Linked DNA regions of Anas platyrhynchos: region 2 is linked to region 1. Evidence: chromatin contacts called from public Hi-C data. All regions are on one chromosome and are shown on one strand. Each heading gives the region's core, a stretch centred on a gene start, on an enhancer-like site or on the middle of the called end of the contact. The rest is flanking DNA. Distances are from core to core; before and after follow the strand shown. Region 1 overlaps UMPS (uridine monophosphate synthetase). Region 2 overlaps SLC12A8 (solute carrier family 12 member 8).

What was found. Hi-C and Micro-C count contacts between places; a contact is called where the count stands out from the background.
Region 2: a contact with region 1 is called in a Hi-C map of subcutaneous adipose tissue, with 2.6 times the contacts expected there. The contact joins two enhancer-like sites. A contact is called at or near these places in 2 of 8 Hi-C or Micro-C datasets (skeletal muscle and subcutaneous adipose tissue).

Annotation. Positions count from the first base shown.
Region 1 is chr7:16,439,292-16,446,728 of IASCAAS_PekinDuck_T2T, reverse strand. It overlaps UMPS (uridine monophosphate synthetase), which reads right to left. Exons shown (of 6, transcript XM_027461546.3): 6 at 6,609-7,288. The coding sequence ends at 7,113. Among named protein-coding and RNA genes, the nearest start is that of UMPS, 9.1 kb to the right of the region's middle. Within about 2 kb of position 3,863, at least 2 of the 8 cell types and tissues checked have an H3K27ac peak or open chromatin away from gene starts, as enhancers often do. A contact at or near this core is called in subcutaneous adipose tissue, where this site is marked.
Region 2 is chr7:16,613,782-16,621,218 of IASCAAS_PekinDuck_T2T, reverse strand. SLC12A8 (solute carrier family 12 member 8) reads left to right here. Exons shown (of 13, transcript XM_072040812.1): 5 at 2,209-2,440. Among named protein-coding and RNA genes, the nearest start is that of SLC12A8, 14 kb to the left of the region's middle. Within about 2 kb of position 3,993, at least 3 of the 8 cell types and tissues checked have an H3K27ac peak or open chromatin away from gene starts, as enhancers often do. A contact at or near this core is called in subcutaneous adipose tissue, where this site is marked.

The sequences.
Region 1 (7,437 bases), core at 2,614-5,113:
ATGTTCAGCACTGACTCCTTGGGCTTTGCAAGTAGGCATCCAGCCTGGGCGGCTGCTAGCTCAGCTTGCTGGCCACACATCTCCCTCTGAGCATTTCATATCCGAGGTTTTAACACAGAATTGAGCTGGGGGGTCTAGCCTCAGCTTCTGGCCGGGCAGGGAGCTGGTTAAGGCCCAGCGTTTTTATTTCAGAACTTTTGTTTTGTTTTTGTTTTTTTCCCCTGAAACTGTTCCTCTTGCCCCATCTGTTTTCCTCTGAAGCTGGGGTTTGCATTACCCCAGATGACAGCTGCAGCTTTAAACCCCCACGAGCTCTGCACTGGGACTTCAGCAGAAGGCAGGAGAGAGAAGCCAGAGCAATTGCTACTGCTTTTTATTTTTTTTGGCTTTTTTTTTTTTCCCTCTTCACCCTGAACAGATCATGCAATAGTCAGCTGAAGGAAGCTTGCCAGGGAAAAGCAAAAACAAATGGCGTTCATTGTTTTGACTTGCTTTTCTCATTGGAAGACAGCCACGGGCCCATCCTTCCGGATTTTTTTTTTTATATATTTGTTTTTGCCTCTATAAACAGGAGCCCTTATTTGCTCAGTATAAACAGCTTTCCTTCAAGAAGTTTATGGTCCCCCTCCTCCTACCAGCAGCACTGAAGAAGCGCAACAAACCATGTTAAAAATAGCCAGGGACAGGGATTAAGAACGCAGGAAGTTACACGCTGTCAGCATCAGAATTGATCAGGTGGCCTTAAAAATCAAAACAAAACAGCACTCTGTCCTCACACTTCATTTTTTAATCCAGGATGGTTACTGAATCCGACCTAGCAAGGGTGGTTTGATATAGCAGAAATGCAGAGGGTAGGGAACGAGGCTGGCACAAGAGCAGAGCTGCCTGGGGCACACCAAGGCTGTGCACCACTGGCCACGTCGTGCCCAGAGCCAGGACACAGCAGGTGCAGGGGTTTCTCCCTGCGCTTTCACAAGAAATAGGAAAGGTCTGAGCACAGCAAAGGGGCAGCAGCAGCTGCTGTCGCAGTGGCAAGCTGATTTCAGCAGCCAGCAATGGCACAGAAGTGCTCTTCAGGGGAAGCTAACGCTAACTGCACATTTCCTACACGGTGCTTTAATGAAAGGCAATGAGGGCAGCTTAAGGTGATTTGCCCTGTTGCATATTGAATCCCTGGGAATAGTGCGGCCACCTGGGAAGGGCTATCCAGGAAAAAGTCTGGTTTTACCACCATCGGGCTGCCTAGCACTGCTTTGAGAAATTTCATTGCTAACACAAGGTTAAAAAAAATACTGCATCCAAGAAAAAAATAAATCCATCCTAAGTAGGCCAGATTGTTTGTTACAGATCAAGTTTTAGCTTGGGTCACTTGCAAGGTTCACAGGCACGGAAAGGGAGAGCAGGAAGGAAAGTGCTGGGAAAGGTAGGGCAGGAACTTTGTGCCAGCTTTGCCACCCAGAGCAGCAAACTTTGAACACAGCTCCACTGCCTTTAGTTTGTGAGGGACCAAGCATTTTAAAAACAAAAGAAAACCATTTGCTTTCTTCCTTTACATTTGGAAAGGAAAGGCGCAGGCAGTGCTCCCCTTTCCAGCATTTCTTTTGCATATTACCTTTAAGCTGTGGCATTTCCTAGCACATTAGTTTGGTGCTTAGAGAACAGTCAATGGTGGCAGCTCCAGCAATGTGAAGTTTGATCCTGCTAGGAGGTTACTCGGGTAGGGAGGGTGGAAAGAAGGAAAGGAAGGGACCTGGAGATGCGACGAAAAGCTTTGCTTCTTCCCCTGCTCATGGGGTTGGGGGGAAAATCAGCTGTGAAACAAACTGCTCCGAAGAGTTGCCAGGGTATATAACATGGAGAACAAGTGAAAGATGGGAGTCTGTCCTGTGGCACCCTTCTGAGAAAGTGCAGAGTAATTCCAGCAAGAAGGAAATAGGGCCAGTTGCTGTCAGGGACAAGCGAGCAGCTGCCTGCTCCCTGGCTGGCAGCACTGGGGCACTGAAGGCAGAGCAGCACCACGGGCAAGCCACTGTGTCCTACAGGGATGTCTGCTACCACATCTGGGTGGGGGAAGGATTGAGCCTGTAGGTCAGGCTTGTCTTTTAACAAAAGAATATGAGAAGGTACCAGAGAAACTTTATACAAATGAATAATCAATTGCATGTTTTTAATTTTTATGGTCTCTCCCTCCAAGTTTAGCTTCTACTTAAGGTTGCATCTAGAAATAAAATAAACAAAAAAGAAGTGATGCTGTGAGTGAGAAGCATTACTTTCCTGTGTAAGCAGATCTGCCTGTACCCTTGGCAAGGTTAGGGCCAAGCTCTGTCATAGGAATGGTGTATTTCAATCAGCAGCCATTTATTTGTGTCCCTAAACACACGCAGCCTGACCACAGCTAGCATTCCTGAATGAAAGCTAAAGCAGAAGGCATCAGCAGGTCACATAGTGATGGAAAATGTCAGCTCTTGTCTGGCCAACTTGGAACCCAGATGCCATTGCAACATCAGCTCCATGTTTCCACAGCCACAGCTGGAGGCTGCTGCTGCACAGCCCTGGGACCAGGGGCTCGCTTGGTGTCTCATCAATGTGTTTTCCCATTTCTGGAAGTGCTATTTTGTCACACCTTGGGAAAAGTCAAGGTCAAGCACAGCCTTTGTTGCCTTGTTAGCATGGAGATTCTCTGCAGCCTGTGATGTACAGAAGCCAGGTGTGATACATGCCCTCCTGGCAGCCTTCTTGCCCCCTACAATGATGCAGTAAGAAGGTGTTCAACAGCTGGAGGCTAAGCCCAAGCTTTAGAACACAAATGCTTCATGCTTCTGCACGCATTTAACCTTGCATTTCTCCAGTTGCATGGAAAGCAAATGAGCTAGCGTATCGAGGAGTGTCACTAAGATGTCTGGCAGGAAATACCAAGGCGAGGTAACTAACTACATGTGCAACCCAGCATCTCCTGTGGGTTCCAGCATGGTTTCCTGATCTGAACATACTTTACATTGGAATTAAGCTCACTGTCATTCCTCCTCCTCTTCATTGCCCATCTGCAAAAAAAGAAAAGAAAAAAAAACACAAATACAAGGGAGATTTTGATTTCATCCTGCCCCTTTCTCTATTCCCATTAGCAGTGATGTCGTCCTCTGGTCCCAGCACAACAGAAACTTCTCCATTCAGCTCTACAATGACACCTCTCAGCAGAGCAGAAATAATCAGCTGCAGAGAACACAGCAGAATTTCCCCAGCTAAACAATCCTATTTGTTAAAGTGTCTGTTGTATAGCTACTATTATTTCTACAGGGAGAGATCAAAAGTGACCGCACTGCTCATCTGCTCCTGCATTATCTATTTGACCTAAGCACAGCCTATGGCCATACAATTACACGTGGTCTGAGGCTTTATTTTTCATCACTGCTCAGGAAGCTGTGCTCTAAGCAAGAACTTCACAGCTACATCCATGTTCGGGCTTCCTCCTCTCCTCTGTATTGGCCAGCCTCCACACGTAACCCTGCATTTTCACAGCCTGACCGTGGACAGCACGAGCTTATGAGTTCAGAGCATGACACGGGTCATGCAGAAATGGAGAATCAAGAGCGAGGACAAAGTCGACCCAGACAAGCAGGCAGGGTCACTGCTTTCAGCCTGCAGGAACCTGTCAAAAGACAGAGGAAAACCCAAAGCCTGAGCAGGCAGCAAACTGACTTTTAATTTGTTACAGAGTTCGAACACGAAGCTCTACTTGTCACTGTGATACAGACCAACCAAGACCTAACAGTGATTACAAACAAACAAGATGTCCAGCCCTGTCTAGTCTGCAGTTCAATTAAAAGTCTTCCAAAACAGACCATTTCCCTGAGTCACTGACCTCCAAAACTCAGAAATGGAAACAAACTTCCTCTGGGTATTTCACATTCCTTCGGTTCTAACTGTTTCCTAAATGTAATGTTTGTGTCACTTGCTAAGAACCCACAGCAACAGGCTTTCCAAGTACATTTAAGGGGAAGTGATGCAGTCATTTTTTTCTGGATTTAGGTCTCCAATAACTTTTTATGGAAGTTTATGGAAACAATAACACGACCTGTCAACTATTGGCTACTAAAGCATGTTGACACTGTTATGTACAAGTACATTTAAGGACAAAAATTTAAAGTGTTTTAGTTTGATGCTGGGTTTATCAAGACTTTTGCAAGAATTTTAAGTCTGAGTAGAACACTGTACTTAATCAGCTATCCTGATTAAAGTACCCATGCTGCTTCTCCTTGTTCTAGGCAGAAATGCCTACAACAAAAAAGATACAGTGAAAATTACATACAAATGTGTGTGCTACGTAACAATTCCTTAATGATTCCAGATTGGGCTGATCTCTCATGCAGTCCCCGGTGACTTGCTCAGAAATACCAGCAAGGTAGCTGTCGTCCTGGTGCAAGCACTGACATCACTTGACCGCAGCCTTACCCATTATGAAAAGGACAATATCTTTTCATTCTGCTATGAACGATCCTCCAGAGTGAATTAAGGACAGCAAGTTCGTATAAACGCTTACTTGACAGATAACATAGATCATGTGACAATCAACAAAGTCAAATACAGCCTTAAGCCTCCGTACGAGGCTCTGATCAGAGCACAGAATGAACTGCACTTCCAGATTCATATATTATAATGCAAATTAGTTTTGTAAATTGTGACCTAGTTCCCATGTTAGAAACAGTTGGGACCAACAGCAGGAACTATGCTACGAATGTGAGCAGCAGAGGCAAGCAAGGAAATTAACATTTGTTCTTAATTTGAAATGGATTTTTAATCATTTTCAGGTGCCTCAAAAAAAGGCACACATGCCTGTATACTATAATCATCCGGACACAAGAATGCATGTAGGAGGTAACATGTTTTTGTTTTGCTAATTGAAATGTTTGTGACGCTGGTGTCAAATGAAGCACTGGAATACAACTTTTTCCGTGACTTACTCAGTGCACAACACAGGACTGAGAAATAGTTTTCCGATCTGTTGCTCAGAACTTGTTTCATAAAGTTGAGTTGCAAATACCTTCCCAAAGTAACAAGATATTAGATCACATCGATATCTCCAAATTCAGTGGCTATTTTTTTTCCACCAGAGGCCTGATAAAGTAGCTCTCGGATCTTCCTCATGGTTTTAGCTGCATAGATTTCAGATGCATACTTCATGATTAGTGGAAAACACTGAACTCACCAAGTTCTGCTTGTGCTCTAACAGTGACCCTACTAAAACACGCAGTGCTAAACCCAAATCTGAAGCAGCTGTCTAGTAAACTCTAAGTTATGGCATCACAAGGGAGCAAGTTGTTGAAAACCAGGTAAGTTTCATCTTAAGCATATCTCAAGTTGGCATCAACAGTGGAAACTATCGGCTACAGAAGGGCTAGGGCATCAACCATCTTGAAAAATAGAGCCTCGGCTCCACCTGGTGGACAAAGCAGTTTTCTGCAAAGCAGTTTAAGCGAGAAAGCCTTGCTTCTGCTACATGCCTCAAGGATATTAGGGAATTAATGAGAAACAGCAAACAAATCCCTGAACCCACATTCACTTTAAAGGATTGAAACTTCTTAGAAGTTGATGCAAAGTATCCTGACTCGCAGACCATTGCAGGGCAGCTCACAGGAGACAACACACTCATCAAGTTCCAGTGGTGAAAGGTGGTCACAAGAACCTTCACGTTTCCTATACGTGGAAAACTCCATCTAAACATGGTACATAAGAATCTTTAACCAAACAAAAGCCCCAAGGAAAAAACAAAACATACACAGAGAAAATTCTAATACTCTTTCCACAGTAACAGATTTATAAGCCCCGTAAGAAACCTTCAAGCACAGGAGACACACTTCCAAAGAACATGAAATGCAAAAGGATAAGGTCATTATCCTCAACCTACACAGGCAGCTAGAAAGTTTTTCAACTGCTAGTTAAATCCAAGCCCATTTCCCTTCTTAGACACTGCATATATTAATCCAACTGACAACAAGCACAAAATCTCCATTTGAACTTCAGCATAACCCTAATCTCCTGAAAGGCTGGGAAAAATGTCAAATACTAAAGCCCCCAAAAAATCTCACCAGACATAATTGCTCCTAGCCTACAGGCAGATGTGTTTAAAAAAGGATCCAGCTTTCTTAGCGTACTTTGCAGCAGCAAAGAAACAGCAATGGTCTAGAACCATACCACCAAGCATCTGTATTCTTCACGTTTTCATGTTGGCAATGAAAATGCAAGCTGATTTCCACCTGGAAAATACTGGATCTATTTAAGGTGATTCCATCCTATCATACGTGGTATTTCAACTTAACCTTTCTTCACAATGCCAAAGCATGGAAAGTAATTCCTGGAAAGATTCCACAAACATTTTCATAAATCAAGCAACAGAGAGTATGTATTTGTTTCTCATTAGAGCAATCAGCAATTCCACCATAATTAAACGCACAACAGCTGGGAGCTATAAAGACTCTTGCCAGAGCAGACTATAAGCACCATCAGCAGTAACTCCTGCAGTCACAAAAAACAGAACGACATTTTTGTAATGCCCTGGCTCTGAAAATAAACAGGGTTTCGCACTGACACAGAAAAAAGACTTACAGATCCAGTTACATGAAAATAGTAGCAAATTTATTTGAGAACATATTATTCAATTTCACAGCATAGGATCAAGACTTGATACTTTTGCTTAGAAATTGTGGAGTTGAGCAATCCTGTGAGAGTAAGACAGGTCGGTGCTGCAGGTGAAGTTAATAGTGAAATACTGACCCAATTTAAGGGTGAGGAGGATAAACAGGAGCAACAACAGCAAGGCAAATATCCTTGGAGTGTTCTCATTCAACATTTTTCAGCATAGAAAATTATTAAGAACAAAAACTGAACATCAAATTTTGGTTTCATATATCCAACAACTAAAAATACTGAAAAATAACCACCGCAGGTACAACTTTGTCTGTATGTATGCAATTAAAAAGTAATTTAGCCAGCAACATTTTTTTTTCCAAAAGGGCCCAGTATTCTACTGGCTGTCAATGTATTTACGTAGAAGTCTCACGATGATTACAGCTCCATCAGCTCTGCTCACTGAGTCGGGAAGTGACCTGCATCCCATCTCACACATGACCACCAAGCCTGCTTATGTAGCTCTCCCAAGCTGCCTTCCTGTACTTCTCTGCTTCTTGAAGGCGGTCTGAAGCTGACAAGATGCCTCGTCCCACGATAATGATGTCTGAACCTCTTTCACTAATAACTTCCTTGGGGCTTAGGTACCTCTGTCCAAGATTATCACCTGAAACAGACACACCATTTTTTTTAGCTTGTACAAAATTATACATTCTAAAAACTTTCAAAGAAATGGAACAGAAAACAGGTACGTTGTTTCAGTTCTCACCCTAACAATCCATCAGGTACCTCCAACTAATGAACACCTACCAATTA
Region 2 (7,437 bases), core at 2,744-5,243, 170 kb before region 1:
GTGAGAACTGTTTGTGCAAGGAAACATTTTCTAGCCCTAAGATCGCTTCGTGCTAAAAGCTAAGATGAGGCAGCACTTGTCTGGGTGTGGAAAACCCACTATGTTCTTCACCCAGCAAAATGTGTGGCTTGCAAACGCAAGCTGACTGCTTCAAGCATTCAGTGTAGTTCACTTCTGATTTCAAGATGGGTAGTTCAAACCCTGAGAAAGAAGCCTTTCTTGCAGTGCTGCTGCGGTGATGGCCACTGCTGTGCAAGGTGCAGGGGGGGGCTTTGCAGCACCCGACCACCTGGTCTGCTGGTGATGCTCGTGTTTTATCGAGGGGAAGGTTTCAAGAACATTTGTCATGTTGAGGCTATCACAAGTTCTCTCCTGGCCTACTTCCTTCCAAGTGTCCTCCTAACACGGAGAAGTGGCACATTGCAGTTGGTGTTAGGGAAGTAAAGCAATCTTATTTAACTCCTTCAAAAAATGGTGTTGGTCAGAACTGGGAGTGCAACCATCCTGCTTGCTGCCTGTGGTGCTTTTCTTCGTGTGAGACACAGCCACCACACCTTGTTTTAATACATTTATTGGAGTTAGAATCTGGTGGTTTTTTTTTGTTTTTTTTTTTTTATGGTTTTGTCTTTACTTCAAATCTGAAGTGCAGTGTTTGTGTGCCCCCTTGGAGCTGTGTGGGCTCAGGGTTCAACCTCAGCCAGCTCAGCAGAGAGCCTGTTTTGAGAAGAGTGTGTGTGGGCAGTACATGTGTTGTCCTCTTAGTGGTGGCACATAGGCTGTGCCAAACACAAGAAGAGAAAATCCACTTATTTGGGGATATAGAATGAGCCTAAACAAACAGATTTTTATGTATTGGTGCTAAAGCAAGGCATTCACTTTGCAGGGCCTGAGATGTCTTTGGTGGAGATGTTTATGGTGGGGCTATCAGCAAGAAAAAGACTATTTCAGGGTGTAGTTCACCTGACTTGTGCGAGGTCTGTTCTGCTAGAACTGTCGCATAAATCTGGTTTCTCCAAGAAGTACAGCTATTGCAGGCATTGAAATCATGAGGCTTAAATGTATTCTGTGGAGACTAGCTCATTTTCACACTCGAAAAACCAGCGTATATAGGCCGATCTAATCACTTTCCTGGACAATTAACTTTCTTGTCTAGACTATCTGGATAATGACATTTATGAGAAGAAAAATAATAATGTTATGTCTTAACCGCTTGCAAGCATTTAAGCTGACATCAGAGTAAATGATAGGAACATAGTTTAGGACGTGTGTGCCCCCTGTTTTTTTTTTTAATGAGATGTCTGCCTGTGGTGGAAATGAATCCTTCTGCAGCTTGGTGGTCCTGGAGGTGTCTGAGCCCAAACAGGTGAATCCCATGTATGTTGTTTGCCTAAAACAGTGCACGAGCATGCACTGATCAGAAACTTTTTCCAGGTGCATGATGAAGCTCATCTCTTCCCTGTCACCTGGCTGCTGTCACCTAAGCAAAAGAGCAGGCTGGTGGGTCAGGAGGCTCAGATCCCCGAAGGCATGATGCTCTCCCAAGAGAGGAATTACCCTGCCCTGCAGGGTGATCTGAGGCCTGAACCTGCAGTGGTTTTCCTGCACTGCAGCTGTCCTGTCCTGCAGCCTGCCAGCCACCCTGGGAAGGGTGCTCATCCTGCTCTGCAGCAAGAAAAACAAACGGCTTTCCCAAGTGCTCAGGGGGCATGGGCTGCACAGTGTGCTCTCCTCAAGTGTGCAGGCTGCCTTCCAGTAGCAAGATGGGGAGCCGGTGAAACATCAGGCTTTGCATCCAAACGAAATACTGAGTTAAAAATAAACCTTAGGAGGCAGTGAAGGGGGAGGCATGCAGCCATTCTTCAGGCAGGTGTTTGACCAAGAGCCTTTCTTTGAGAGAAATAGGAGAAGGGAAGAAGCTTACAGAGCTTGACCCATCCTTTTCTTCCTTGGATATGTCAGGGGGGTTTCTCTTGGGAAGTTAATTGAGGGTAAATTTTAAAGCCAGTGGGAAGTTGCTGGTTGCTGCTGTGTTTACCCAAGCAGAACATGTGCTGCCTTCCCCATACTGCCCTGACAGCGGGCTCTGTTGTAGTAATAAGGTTCAGTCCCTGTGGGTCAGAGTTGCCTTAAATATTGTCGTGTGATAACAAATGCCTGCCTGCTGTGGGTACTAAACCCACGGGATGCTCACAGACTGCTGTCCTTCAGTGTGTTGCAGGTGCCATGTACATCACGGGCTTTGCGGAGTCCATCGCGGATGTGCTGAGCCTCAGCAACATCTGGGCAGTGCGGGGCATTTCCCTGGCCGTCCTGCTGGGGCTGCTCGGCATCAACCTGGCAGGAGTGAAGTGGATCATCCGCCTCCAGCTCCTGCTGCTCTTGCTGCTGGCTGTCTCGACGCTGGACTTTGTCATCGGGTCCTTTTCGCACCTTGATCCAGGTAAAGCCGGGGGTCCTGAGCTTTGGGATCAGTGCACCTTGGTTGTATGTTTGTGTTTTTTTTTTTCTATAGGGGTCTTTGTGAAGGTGTACATCCAGACAGAGGTAGAGCTCAGGGCTGCCAGATGTGGCTTTCCTGTGCTTTGGTACCAAGTCTGTAAGAGATGACCCCTAATTTTGCAAGGAATAAGTTTTTCCAGAGCATTACCTGAAGATAAGTCATTAATTTGGCAATTAACCTGAGGAATCCAGCTTTTAACATGTGCTTTTGTTATACTTGTATTGCCCTTGAAGGTTTTCTAGCAACTGAGAGCTGCTGTGCTTGTGATTGAGGTTTGTAACCTGCTTGCTGTTTGACTTTGCATTAAGTATTGTGCTGGGGAAAACGTAAGATTACAGAATCACAGAACGGCTGAGGTTGGAAGGGGCCACTGGAGGTCATCTCTTCCAACCCCCTGCTCATACAGGGCCACCCAGAGCAGGTTGCCCAGCACCGTGACTATTGCAGCTCCAACTTGGCATGGAGATTTTCTCACAGGAGGTGTGTGGCATCCCTTAAGCCCTGGCATTGCGGTGTGTGGTCAGTGCTGGCCCCAGGCTTCCCAGCTGAGGAAGCATCATCTATGTGCTGCTCAGGACAGGGACAGGTGAGGTGGGGAAGAGAGTTGCTGGGGTTCCGAAGAGTTTCCCCCATTAACCTTCCCCTGCCTGTTTGCAGCCTGCAGTGGGGTCTTCAGCATGGGGCAGCTGGGCATTGGCAAGGCAGAGGGATGGGGCTCCCCAAATCCTCTTTCCCTTCCTTGCATCCTCATCCTGAGAGAGGTGTTATGGGGAAACCTGCTGCAGGCTGCGGGGAGTTGAGGAGCACTGCAGCCAGCACTCCAGCAATCACCGAGTGCAATTAGCTGAGTAAACAGAAGGTGTCACCTTTTTCTTGGGTTCCCCTGCATCCGAAAGGATCTTAGGCAGGGGTTCAGGAAACCTGCTGAAATAGCTTGAGGGGGAAGATCTCCAGTTGTGACAAGCTTCTTACAGCTAGAATTCAGCTGGAGGGGCTTAGATTCCAGCTGTGCACCGAGGAGACCTTTCATGTAGCCCCAGAGACCTTTCTGATAAGGGGCAGAAGGGGAATGCTCAGGGTGGGGGATGACGATAGGGAAGCAAAGGTGGGACCAGGAGGAGAGAGAGGAGTACATGCGTCAGCAGGAGGCACGGCCGAGCTGAGGTCAGCGTTAGCTGTCTTTGATTTCATCCACTGGTGATGGCTGAGCCATTTTCTTCTGACAGAAAATAGAGAAAGGAGCAGGAATGAGGTGGCTGAGCCGTGGCGGGTGGCAGAGGAGGGTGTGGGACCCGAGGAAGGGCCAGATTCTGCCCAGCTGCTCTGTGCCTACATGGCCGGGTCTGTGGCCTGGCTGGGAAGAGCTGCGCTGTCTTGTCTTATTTTTAGACAGCTTCTGTTTGAGGGAATGATCCCGAGCTCAGGCTGGATGCCCGGCACGGCGCTGCATTTCCCCAGCAGGCCTCTGAGTGGTGTGTCAGCACCGATGGTGAGCCCCAGCCTCCACCAGCCTCATCCTCCCCAGCTGGCCAGGTCAGGGTCAGCCTCCTGCCTCTGTTGCACCCCTTGGCAAAACGCCTCTCCTGCCAGCACCCCACAAATGGCTGGGATGTACTGGGGTCGGTACCCATCACACCATCCCTTGTCCGCAGGTAGCGGGGTGCAGCGTGTCTGAGTGCCACCCTGGGGGAGGCACTGGGAACCATACGGCTCAGGGGACAGAAATTATTACCTTTGGCCTTCAGTGACAGCAAGAAGTCCTTTTGTTTGTGGGCAGCAGTTAGCTGCAGCCTTTCCCTCCTTGAGCACCTGTGATCAGCTGTCTGCAGGCTTCACACGTGTACGGTTGTTTCAGGTCTGGTTAATTGGCTACAGCAGCATCCATAAATGCAAGGGAAAGCATTACACACACACTGAAGGGGTAATTTTGGAGGAAGGACCTGTGAGCTGCAAAGGTTTGGGTTGCTTCCTTGTTTATGGCAGGTTTCCACAGTTCTGCTGGCAGCTTTGGGTCTCAGTTTCCCCAGCTGTGCACTGGGCACACAGCAGCCCTCCCACCGCTGTGCTGGGAGCATTTCCCCTTGCTCCAAGTGCTCGGTGAACACTGAAGACCCGTGCCTCTGCCAAGCAGTGATTGTTTGGATTGCAGTGATCTGCAGGAATGCCTGTCCATGCTGAAGGCCTGAAGCCCGTGCCTGTGTGTGGTTGCACTGGATGGGGGCCCCTCACTTGTCTCCCCCGTTCCCCAATCTCACACCCAGGCGCACACAACGTGGGATGTGGGCCAAGCACTCACTCCCTTCCTGTGGTTTGCCTTTATTTTTAGTCGGAGGACAGGCAGTATTTACACAAAAGGGGCTTCTCAGCAGGGCTTCCCGCTGCTATTTCTCCTTTCTCTCTCTCTCTCGCTGTGGCTTGTCCTGCAGCCAGCCCGGGCAGTGCCGGTCCCTTCTCCAGATGCTCCTGTCCCATGCGGAGACTGCAGGGCTCGGCCTCCGAGGGGAGCCAGGAACCTCGAAAAGCTGCAGTGGCACATGGAGGAGAAGCTGTAAAGAGCGAGGGCAGGAAAAACGAGTGTTTGTGTATTTTAAACACAAGGGGGAAAACTAACAAAAGGGAAGAAGAAAGGTGAGGATCGCTGTTGTTTTTAAGCAAACCTACCTGAGCACTGTGACCACCAGCTGCAGTGTCCCTGCTCCTGGCCCCAAGGACTTTGGCTCCTCTCTGCATGCTGGTGTGGTCCCAAGCCCAGGATCCTCCTTTAGGTGCTGAACCCCAGGCAGGGACTTTGGCCTGAAGCACCATGGAGCGTGATGCTGGGTGCCTGGTGGGCACAGGAGGTGTCCTCCTGACCCATCTCCAGGGCAGGAGGTGGATGCTGGGGGGTTGGATATGACCCAAGGGTGTGCTGGGGTGCTGCAGGTCAGGCTGCAGGAAGAGTGAGGTTGGACTGTCTGGTTTTGGAGTTGATCCTAAATCCCCACCTTGGACCCAGCCAGTGCTTCCCCCAGTGATGGGTCATAGTCCCACACTGGGATCCCTGCGAAGGGCAGTGTTGAGGAGAGGGGCTCTTGTGCTAGCTAAAATCCAGGCTCTGAGCTGTCTCCAGCCTCTCACCTTAAAACTCAGTCTTACCTCCAGAAATGGAGTCCCCGTGTTACCTTCCTGCCTTGCTTTCTTGCCAAACCTAATGCAGGTGAATTAAGATCAGTGTTCAGCTTGTTGGCCCACAGCTGGGACCTTGTGCTTGCTACACTGCCGAATAACAGGTTCCAGGCAGAGCAGCAGTGCTGGGGTTTCTTGGCCTGTTTGTTTTAATTCTGTAGGTGCAGACCTCAGAATCAGCCCGAGTCATTTTGGGGGAAGCAGTGAACATAAAAGAGAGGACACTGTCCGTGAGCAGCTCCTCAGAACAGCATGTGAAGCTTTTTGGCCTCTTCACGTACTGAACATTAGAGTCATGGAAAAAGAAGATAAGACTGCTGTTAATGCCCACACTTTTATTTTCCTAGCATATCTCTGCTAATTTTTGTGTAGGGTGACTCCCAAATACTCCCTTCAATTAGGCGCCTGCTTTCCTGTTTTGGCAGTTGCTCGCAGGTACCCCGCTAAAGCAAATCGGCCGTGGGATTAAATTGGGTGGGGTGGGGTTATTTTGGGGGAGATCTGGTGTTAATTTGGTCCTGCTTTGTTTTGTTGGTGAGATGAAAGGAGTCGCAATACAAGGAAAAGTGCCCCAGCTACAGCCTCTTAAATGCCTGGAATGTTCCTGGGGAAAAAAAAAAATAAGGATTTTGTTGTGGCAGGGAGTTAAATAATGGGAAGGCGAGGGTCTGGCTGAGGAACTGAGGCCTGGGCACTGCTTGGGCTGGGACCCCCATTCTGCAGCTCACTTAGGGTGAGCACAGAGCTGTCCAAGTGGGGCTGAGCCCCTCTCCTTGCAGGAACCCGGGCAGTTCATCTCCCAGGGATGTGGGGAGGCTTTGAAGCCTGCCGAGGCCCCCAGCACAGCCCCTGCCTGCATCCAGCCCGCTGCAGCCCCTAGGCTGTTGCTGCTGGAGCGCTTCTGGTTGGGATCATTCCCCCGCACAAACCACATCCTCCGTGTCACCCGCTTCTGTTTTAGCTTTCTGACGCTGTTCTCACAGAGCCTAGGAAAGAAACGTTTGTCCTCACGTCTTCCTCCGACGGCGAGGCCTGTGAAGGATTTCTTCCCTTGGCTGTCCTGTGACTGGGATAGCCGGTGCTCTCCTGGGGGTACTGCTGGTGAGGAGCCGTGGGGAGGAGACGGGGGATGTCTGCATGGGGCTGCTCCAGCAGAAAGGGGACCTGCAGTTGTTCAGATGATGTGTACATATAAACGCTCCGGAGCTGTAAAGATCCTTAAAATGATGCCTCAGGGGCTTTGGTGGATTGAATTAATGAAATGCATTCACATCTTCTATTTAACGTGAAACTGATCAAAGCGTCCTAATCAGAGGCCTCTGCTTGGCCTGGGCTGTTCTATTGTATTTTTGGGCACGAGGGGTGTGCCCCAGTTCTCTAAGAGAGGGTGCAGGAAGGATGTGTGTGTCAGAAGATGATCTGCAGTTAATCCCAGAGGCTTTATCCAGGCTGATTGCTGACTTCCTGGCTTGAAACACATCTGGAAACTGGCATCGAATTCCAAGTAGAAATCACTGAGCGAGCGGCAGCAGAAAATCCCACTTTGCTACTGAACAAGGTAGACCCGGTGGTGAATAAAAGCAGGAGGCTGCTAATGCGATCTTTATTTATTAAAAAACACGCAATCGCTTTCCCCAGGTTTTTCCAATTATAGCACATTGAATTGGCGTGACATCACCTTTGAGCCGGGGCCAGCCTATTCAACAGTCTGGCGAAGAAATTTATTAACTGGTTACCTGCCAATTGTCTGGGCTAGGAGCTGCAGCACAGAT